Linked DNA regions of Mus musculus: region 1 is linked to region 2. Evidence: chromatin contacts called from public HiChIP or PLAC-seq data. All regions are on one chromosome and are shown on one strand. The core of a region is the stretch at or near the end of the contact, and the rest is flanking DNA. Distances in the headings are between cores, read along the strand shown. Region 1 has its middle 9.1 kb from the start of Frat2. Region 2 overlaps Lcor (ligand dependent nuclear receptor corepressor).

What was found. HiChIP or PLAC-seq counts read pairs in DNA pulled down with a chosen protein or histone mark.
Region 1: a FOXA1 HiChIP or PLAC-seq map of pancreatic cancer cells shows a contact between it and region 2. The contact joins two enhancer-like sites. A contact is called at or near these places in 3 of 39 promoter capture datasets (cranial neural crest, hippocampal neurons and liver) and 2 of 115 datasets of contacts at active chromatin or transcription factors (forebrain and pancreatic cancer cells).

The regions. Positions count from the first base shown.
Region 1 is chr19:41,855,277-41,859,114 of GRCm38.p6, forward strand. No RefSeq gene overlaps it. Among named protein-coding and RNA genes, the nearest start is that of Frat2, 9.1 kb to the left of the region's middle. Within about 2 kb of position 2,330, at least 46 of the 459 cell types and tissues checked have an H3K27ac peak or open chromatin away from gene starts, as enhancers often do. A contact at or near this core is called in pancreatic cancer cells, where this site is marked.
Region 2 is chr19:41,595,786-41,599,484 of GRCm38.p6, forward strand. It overlaps Lcor (ligand dependent nuclear receptor corepressor), which reads left to right. Exons shown (of 8, transcript NM_001370767.1): 8 at 1-376. It also overlaps a transcript of Slit1 not described here. Among named protein-coding and RNA genes, the nearest start is that of Gm52407, 6.3 kb to the right of the region's middle. Within about 2 kb of position 1,581, at least 100 of the 459 cell types and tissues checked have an H3K27ac peak or open chromatin away from gene starts, as enhancers often do. A contact at or near this core is called in pancreatic cancer cells, where this site is marked.

The DNA.
Region 1 (3,838 bases), core at 1,080-3,579, 260 kb after region 2:
TAAGCAGCAGTTCTACTACTGAGCCACATGCTCAACATCAAGCTTTTGTTTGAGTGTTTATTTCCTTCTACTTCCTTTTCGTCAGAAGTTTAGCCTGAACTGCTAGGTACACAGATTCCCCTTACTTTTTATACTTCACTTTTCTGACCTAACTGGCTCCTGACAACCTTCTCCTGAAATGTAACCTTCACCTAGTCTCCAGGGTATCATGTTTTCCTGGCTGGTTTTCTGACTTCTTTCTCTTTCTTCTCTCTCCTCTCTCTCTTTCTCTCTCTCTCTAATAAAAAGGCTTATTTATTTATTTATTTATTTGGCTTTCTCAAGGCAGAGTTTTTCTGTGTTGCTCTGGCTGTCCTTGAACTCAATTTGTATGAATGAGGCTGGCCTCAAACTCAGAGACCCATCTACCACTGCCTCCCACGTGCTAGGATTAAAGGTGTGCACCATCATGCCCAGGTTATATTTTACTGTTTGTCTATTTGGTTGGTTGGTTGTTTTGTTTTGCTCAAGACAGGGTTTCTCTGTAACCCTATCAGCCCTGGATCTCCTGCTAGACCAAGCTGACCTCAAACTCGGATTTGCCTGCCTCTGCCACCTGAGTGCTGGGATTAAAGGTGTGTGCTACTATACCCAGCTTACATTTTATTATTATCATTATTATTATTATTTTTTTTTAGAGACAGGGTTTCTCTGTGCAGTAGCCATGGCTATCCTGGAACTGGCTTTGTAGACCAGGCTGGCCTCATATCAACTTGCCTTTGCTGAATTAAAGGTGTGTGTCACCATTGCTCACCATTGTATTTATGTTTATAATTTTATATAATACTTTTATTTTATAAAATATAAAAACCTTTATAGTGTGTGTGTCTGTCTGTCTGTCCGTGGAGACCAGAGATGTTGAATACCCTGGAGCTAGAGTTACATGTTGTAAACTGTCCAATGTAGGCGCTGGGAAGGAAACTAGAATCCTTTAAAGGAACAGTGCACACCCTGAACCACTGAGCCATTTCTTCAGTGCCCTGGTTTTTCTGCCTTATTAGTTGTTCCTCCTCTAGTTCTCACTTCGGGCACCCCATCCTCCTTAGAGGTGATGACTCTATCACTCACATGTTGATATTTCAGCCTCTCTCTTCCCCACCCTCACCCCTGTGTTGATAGCTCCTCTGCTAGCCTTGAGTCTCTAGACTGTTGCACCCAGAAGTTGCTCGCTGGTCACTGTTTTCACTGAATTGTTGGTTTGTTTGCTTTATCTACCTCCACCTCAACTGCTTTAAAAAAAAAGATGTATGTATGTATGTATGCATGAATGTATGTATGTATGCATGCATGCGGGTGTTTTGTTTGCATGTTTGTCTGCACACCAGAAGAGGGTATCAGATCCCATGAGACTACAGTTATAGTTGTGAGCTACCATGTGGGTGCTGGGAATTGAACTCTGGACCCTCGGAAGAGCAGTCAGTGCTCTTAACCTCTGAGCCATCTCTCCAGCCGGCCTCCCAACTTTTGTTGGAAGTGCTTCACTCTGAACAAGTGCAGAAGTGTTTATGGAAGTAAGGGAGATGGATGGAGAGGGGGAAAAAAAAGAACATGAAAGAAAGAAAAGACATGAAGAGCATCCTGCAGGTTTGCCTCCCAGAAGGTGGAAGGGAAAGGGTACACTCAGCCCTGCCCTTTGCTGGCCTGCCCTGCCCTTCACCTCAGCCAAGGCAGCTCACAGTGCTCAACCTCCTCACCTAGACCAGTTCTGAGTTGGCTCTTGTGCTAGGGACGCATTTGGAGAGTAAAGAGCCCCCAAGGTAAGTACGGGGAAGAACAGATACTGGTGTGGCATCTGCAGATTCACAGCCCAACCTCCTGGTGCCACCAAGTTCTCTCCAGGGCTGAGTGTAGCAGGTTGTGAGGATATGAGCTTGAACTCCCATGCCTGGCCCCATAAGTCTTCAAACCAGGAGCTCACTCAGACTTTGAGACGGGTGGAGCTTAAGTAAACTGCTAGGTGGGAATCCTAAACCACAATCAGAATGCAATCTACTGTGGTAGGAGTCACAGAGATGGAGGGTGTGTGTGACTGCCCCAGGTAAAAGCCGTGCCAATCTGGGTTGCAACTGCTGCTTCTGGCCCCCATATGGGAGTTTCCAACCCAGCCCTAGTGATCAGGTGTGTCTGGTTGTACATCCCAGGCCCTGTGTAAAGTGCTAAGAAAGGGAACACTTGTGGCCCATGTGGCAGTCCTCCTCTTGGCAGGGAATTGTCTTCAGAATACCAGATGTCAGAGTCACCACTGGCTGATTGTGGTGTATGCTTTGAGTGCGCCCCACCTCCCTGGAAGGAGCAGTACTTGCAGTTGGGATGATTAAGAGGGCATGTTTAGATAAGAATGATTGTACAGTGACGCTATCAATACACACGATGTATAAAATCTGCTCAGGGTGATAACTATCCCTTGTTATTTTACAAGCTTATTTGCTCTGTGGTCTCAAGTCCAAGAGCTCTAGTGTAGTCGCAGATCTGGTTAAGAGCAAGGCTTCAAAGGTTCACAACCTGCTGAGGAGCTGTAGAGATAGATGTATAGGCCACTCCTGGATCCATTCACAAACCCATCTGCCCGATAGCCGAGCTTCCCATGCTCTTTGGAATTGTGATTTTTTTCAACACTGAGATCTAGAGGGTACGTGTAGGTCTTCAGAGTGACATCACAAAAATAGAAAAACCAAGCTGCCCTTTGGACATTACCCTATAGGCTAGAGGATCAGTTCTCCCTATCAGGCCCTAGAAGCAGCTGACTGTCTCCTTTGCAAGAGCCAGAAGAGCTGGGCTCAGAAATCTGATCCAGGCATGCCATGTGTGAAGGAGCCTGAGCCTAATTAAATCTCAGAAACACTTTCCTGCAGCAGGGACAGACTCAGCCTGGTTCACACAGGGAGAAGGATCTTTCCTGCTTACTCCCTGTGGGTGCTGGGCCCCAACAGGCTGCTGGGGTGGGGGAATAGGCCACACCCCACAGGCAGGTCCCACCACAAGGACAATACTTCCAATCTATGGAGTCCCCTTTCTGTTTCCTAATTGCTTTAACCACTGATTTTGGCTTAATGCAGAGCCGAGTATGTTCTGGGTAATCATTGTATCTTGGGTCATTACACTTCTCACTACTTAGTAAAAAAGTACATTTTTGCTGGGTGTGGTGGTACATGCGTTTAATTCCAGCATTTGGGAGACAGAGGCAGGCAGATGTCTGTGAAGTCAAAGCCTGCCTGGTCTACAGAGTGAGTTCCAGGACAGCCAGGGCTACAAAGAGAAACTTATTTTTCAAAAGTTGGAAAAGAAATCACACTTTTGACTAGACTTGTTCCTGAGCCCAGAACTTGTTTAATTCTGATTTGAGATTTGCAGAGCTGACCCCACAAACCCAGCTCTGGTATGAGAATATAGCATCAAGCTACAATTCTTATTTGATTTTATTATTTGGGGGGAGGGGACAACTGGTCCCATCATGCATCTCATGCTTACTTGAGACTTACAGAGGTCTGCCTGCCTCTGCCTCCAGAGTGATGGCATTAAAGGCACACACCATCATGCTCAACCTATAGGTCTTAGTGAGTGTCCTGTTGCTGTGAAGAGACAACCATGACAAAGGCAACTCTTATAGAAGCTTACAGCTTCAGAGGGGTCTACCCATTATCACAGCATGGAGCACAGCAGGCAGACATGGTGCTGGAGTTGAGAGTTCTACATCCAGACCAGTAGGTAGAAGACAGACAGACACTGGGTCTGGCTTGAGCTTTTGAATCCTAAAAGCCTACCCACCAATGACACACTTCCTCCAACAAGGCCACACCTC
Region 2 (3,699 bases), core at 331-2,830:
CACCTGAAGAACCTTTGAGAGTGTATATATGAAATTTAAAAATATATTAAGTTGCTTTAAAACAGTATGTATAGCTATAAAAGTTGGAGTTATTTTAACTTTGAGTATGTACCAAGTCTCTTAAATATTGGAATCTCGTAGACTTTCTGGCTTCTGTGTTTTGCTTTCCTATGGACCACATAGATAACTGTGTTTTTGTTCTTGATAAAGGGGGCCCACACCGACGTCCAGGCTTGGAAGGATTTTCTGGTTTGGTTTTGAGGGGAGGGGTGTGGAACTAGAGGGTGTGTGGGAGGGATTTCTCTAACCTTGACATCTGTGAGCTTTTTCAAGGCGCTTATTTTATTGCAGCATATTAAAGTTCTTTGATATTAAAGTGTGTTTGTGTAGTCACTGCAGATGGGGAGGGGACAGTACAGCACAGTCCCCTGCCTCACTAGTGTGTGGCTGAAAGCAGACTGTCAGCCATGGGGCTGGGCACTACCCTAAACGATTAATGACCCTCTGAGCTATACCTTACTCAGGGGACGGATATAAATATAATGGAAGCATCGTGGGAGTCACTGGACGGGGCAGGAAAGGTGGATGTGCAACCTGAAGGGAGGGGACAAGCCAGCCAGCCAAGTGCTGTCCACTTCTGTGACCCCAGCAGGAATGTGACAGAAAACAAACCTCGCACTTGCCAGAACGACTTCTGCGATCTGACTTGTTGGATCTGCTGGAAGTGAGTCTGTTCAAAGTCATGGTTGACCCAGGAGACCCATGGGGAACCAATCCTGGATATTCACGGAATTGATAGTGACTGTCCAGCAACCCCGGGGTTTGCTTTAACGATGAAGTTGTAAATTTCCAATCTACAGATGTGTTTATTTAACCCAGGATTTTTTTTTTCTAGACAGGATTTCTCTGTATAGCTCTGGCTGTCCTGGAACTCACTTTGTAGACCAGGCTGGCCTTGAACTCAGAAATCCTCCTGCCTCTGCCTCCCGAGTGCTGGGACTAAAGGTGTGCGCCACCACACCCAACTTAACCCAGGATTTAAAAAAATAGTTTAAAACTATAAGTTTTTCACTCAAAAAATTGGGGTCTCTAGTTTTGTTGTGGGGGGGTGTTTTATTTTTGGTTTGTTTTTGGTTTCTGGTGTTTTGTTTGAAGCTAAGAAATTTAGGTCATGGTGAAAACCAGCTGGTACAAATAGACTGGAAAATGTTCTTCATGTGCCGTAGTCTCCAGCGGTGACTGTTTCCACTTGCCCCTGTTGGTACCTACTGCTTTAATCTGATGTGGCAATAGAAATGATGGGCCAAGTTGCGCTGACCACTGGCTTACCTCTCCCCCATACACTTGAGCCTGTGACCTACAGGGTTTCACTTGCTCTCCTCTACCATGCTCTCCAGCATGCCCTTCCTCTCCAAATTCTCAGCTATTGTGAAGGCACCAGAGTTACCATTCCCGTGCCCTTTCAAGGTGGTCATGTGCTCTTAGAATGGAGCCTTTTGACATCACTACATCCCTATGTGAGATCAGTTCATGGCTCTGGCCTCAATGGAGGAGGGCTTGGCACATCCTTCCTTTGGTGACCTATGGGGGGCGGGTCCCTGTCTTAGAAACTTAGATCCTGTTACTCATGTCATTTCCTATGTGCAGTGTTCTGGTCTGGTGTATGGGCTCCCTTTACTGGCCTGGACACACGCCCCTTCTAGGATTGATTATCTGAGAATACATGCTGCTTTCTACGGCCGCTTGGATGCTCCAAGACCCTTGGAGTCTGGTTAAATGTGTGAGTGGCTCTGTAGGCAAATGCTGAAAATATTAGTGTGACTTAAACACTTGGCAGGAAATGAGAGTAAGCCTCCCCAGTTTGTCACACACCCCTCTCCTTCCTGATGAACAAGCCTTGCCACATCAAGGTTGGCAAACATCCCAGCAGGCTGTGATGACTGTGGTCAGTGTGGTAACCCAGGGCCTTCCCACCCTGGGAAGGTCAATGCTGGTAGCAGCAGGCTCGTTTTGATGAAGAAAGAGACCAGGCAGAAAGTCCATGAATCAATGTCATGTTCACATGGAAGACAGCAGACAATACTGACATATCCTAAAACAATACTTCTGGGGAAAGGACAGGTGCAGCTCCCTCAGGGACTGTTTGAAGCCAGTTTCTAAGAGTTGACTCAAACGACTACAGAAACCCCAAACAAAAGGTCACAACCACAGAGCATCTGAAAATCAAAACAAGACACTGGAGGTTGACTTTAACATATAAAAATACTATAACAAAATGAAATACAAATATATATTAGAATCTGTAAGTATTCTGTATAAAGAGATACTTTCACGGTTAGGCTAACAGCAGGCAAAGAGAAAACAAAGATGTCCTTTCCCATTCCTTAGCATCGCCACAGGGCCCTGAGCAGTGCTGCTCACGTAACCAGCTCCTTGAGGGCTTGCCCTGCTGGGTCTCTGCTGTGCACGTCTAATGGAAATAGCCAGTGATGACCACAAAGCAAACTGAAGATCTTTACCAAAGGGGAACAGAACATGGAGATGGTTTCTCAAAGGACTGGTCTCAGAGTCACCCTCTTACCTGACCTTACAAGTCTGAGTGTGAGCAGGTGATGGGAGCCGTAGACCGGGCCCTTGGCTGGCAAGGTACTGAATAAGTCAAAGGTAAAGTTGAGCCTGGGGCTCATGGCTCTCTGAGAACCATCGAGTCAGCCTCTCAAGCTGCCATCTCAAGGCCTTGGGGGAAAGGTGACATCACCTGCCAGTCCATGCCTCTCATGCCCAGGGACCGGCTTCTCCCGGCCAATAGGGAGCGATGGTGTCTGGGGAAGGAAACTTGCACAGAGCTAAGGAGGCCAGAACACCTTTATTTCTAGAAAGAGACGTCATGCTACGTGTCTGAGCTATTCTGCCCTCTGCAGCCTGGTTCAGCTGTTTGCCAGGGTACCACAGTGACCTGGAAGCTTGGAGTAAGAGTAAGATGCTGTGCAGAGTTGTTTAAAGCCTTAGAGGTTTGGGCCTCTGTCCTCTTAGAGAGCTATGGGTCTGTGCACTGTGGCCCTAACTCAGGGCCATAAGAAAATGGGAGTCCTAGCCCTTGGCAAAATGTATACCCAGTCATGACAATTAACCAGTTGATCAGGGCTGGGCTCTCTTTCCAACCCAGAGTCTCCCTGGCCTGAGAGCCATTGTGATAGGAGATGCCAAGTTCTCAAGTCACAGGAGGCTAATGCCTTCATCAGCACCAGAGGCTCCTCTCTGTGTCCACATAGGCAGTGATAGGTATAGGGCCACCCTCTGAACATGACACTCCCAGATGGGAGCAGCCTTGAACGGGGGGCATGCTCACACCTACAGCCCACAAAGACACCCCCACTCCACCCCCACACCCAGACCGGGGCTACAGCCTCTCCGGGAGAAGTGAGAAGGTATGATGACCCTTTTTTCCTTCAGAGGATGCAAACCTCATCTTTCTATACTTCATCCTGCATGGAAGAGAAGCTTTTGTGTCCTTTTCTCTGGTGGCTTCAGCCTTCACTGCAAACCCCCAGAGTGAGTTGCTGCAGCCCCCTGGGCCTTCCTGGGTACTCCATGGTTCTCAGCCATTCGTTTCACATGGGGGCTGCACACCCACAGAACCCACTCCAGGCTAGGTACATAAATACCTGCTAATGAACTTAATGGAAACGGATCTCCTAT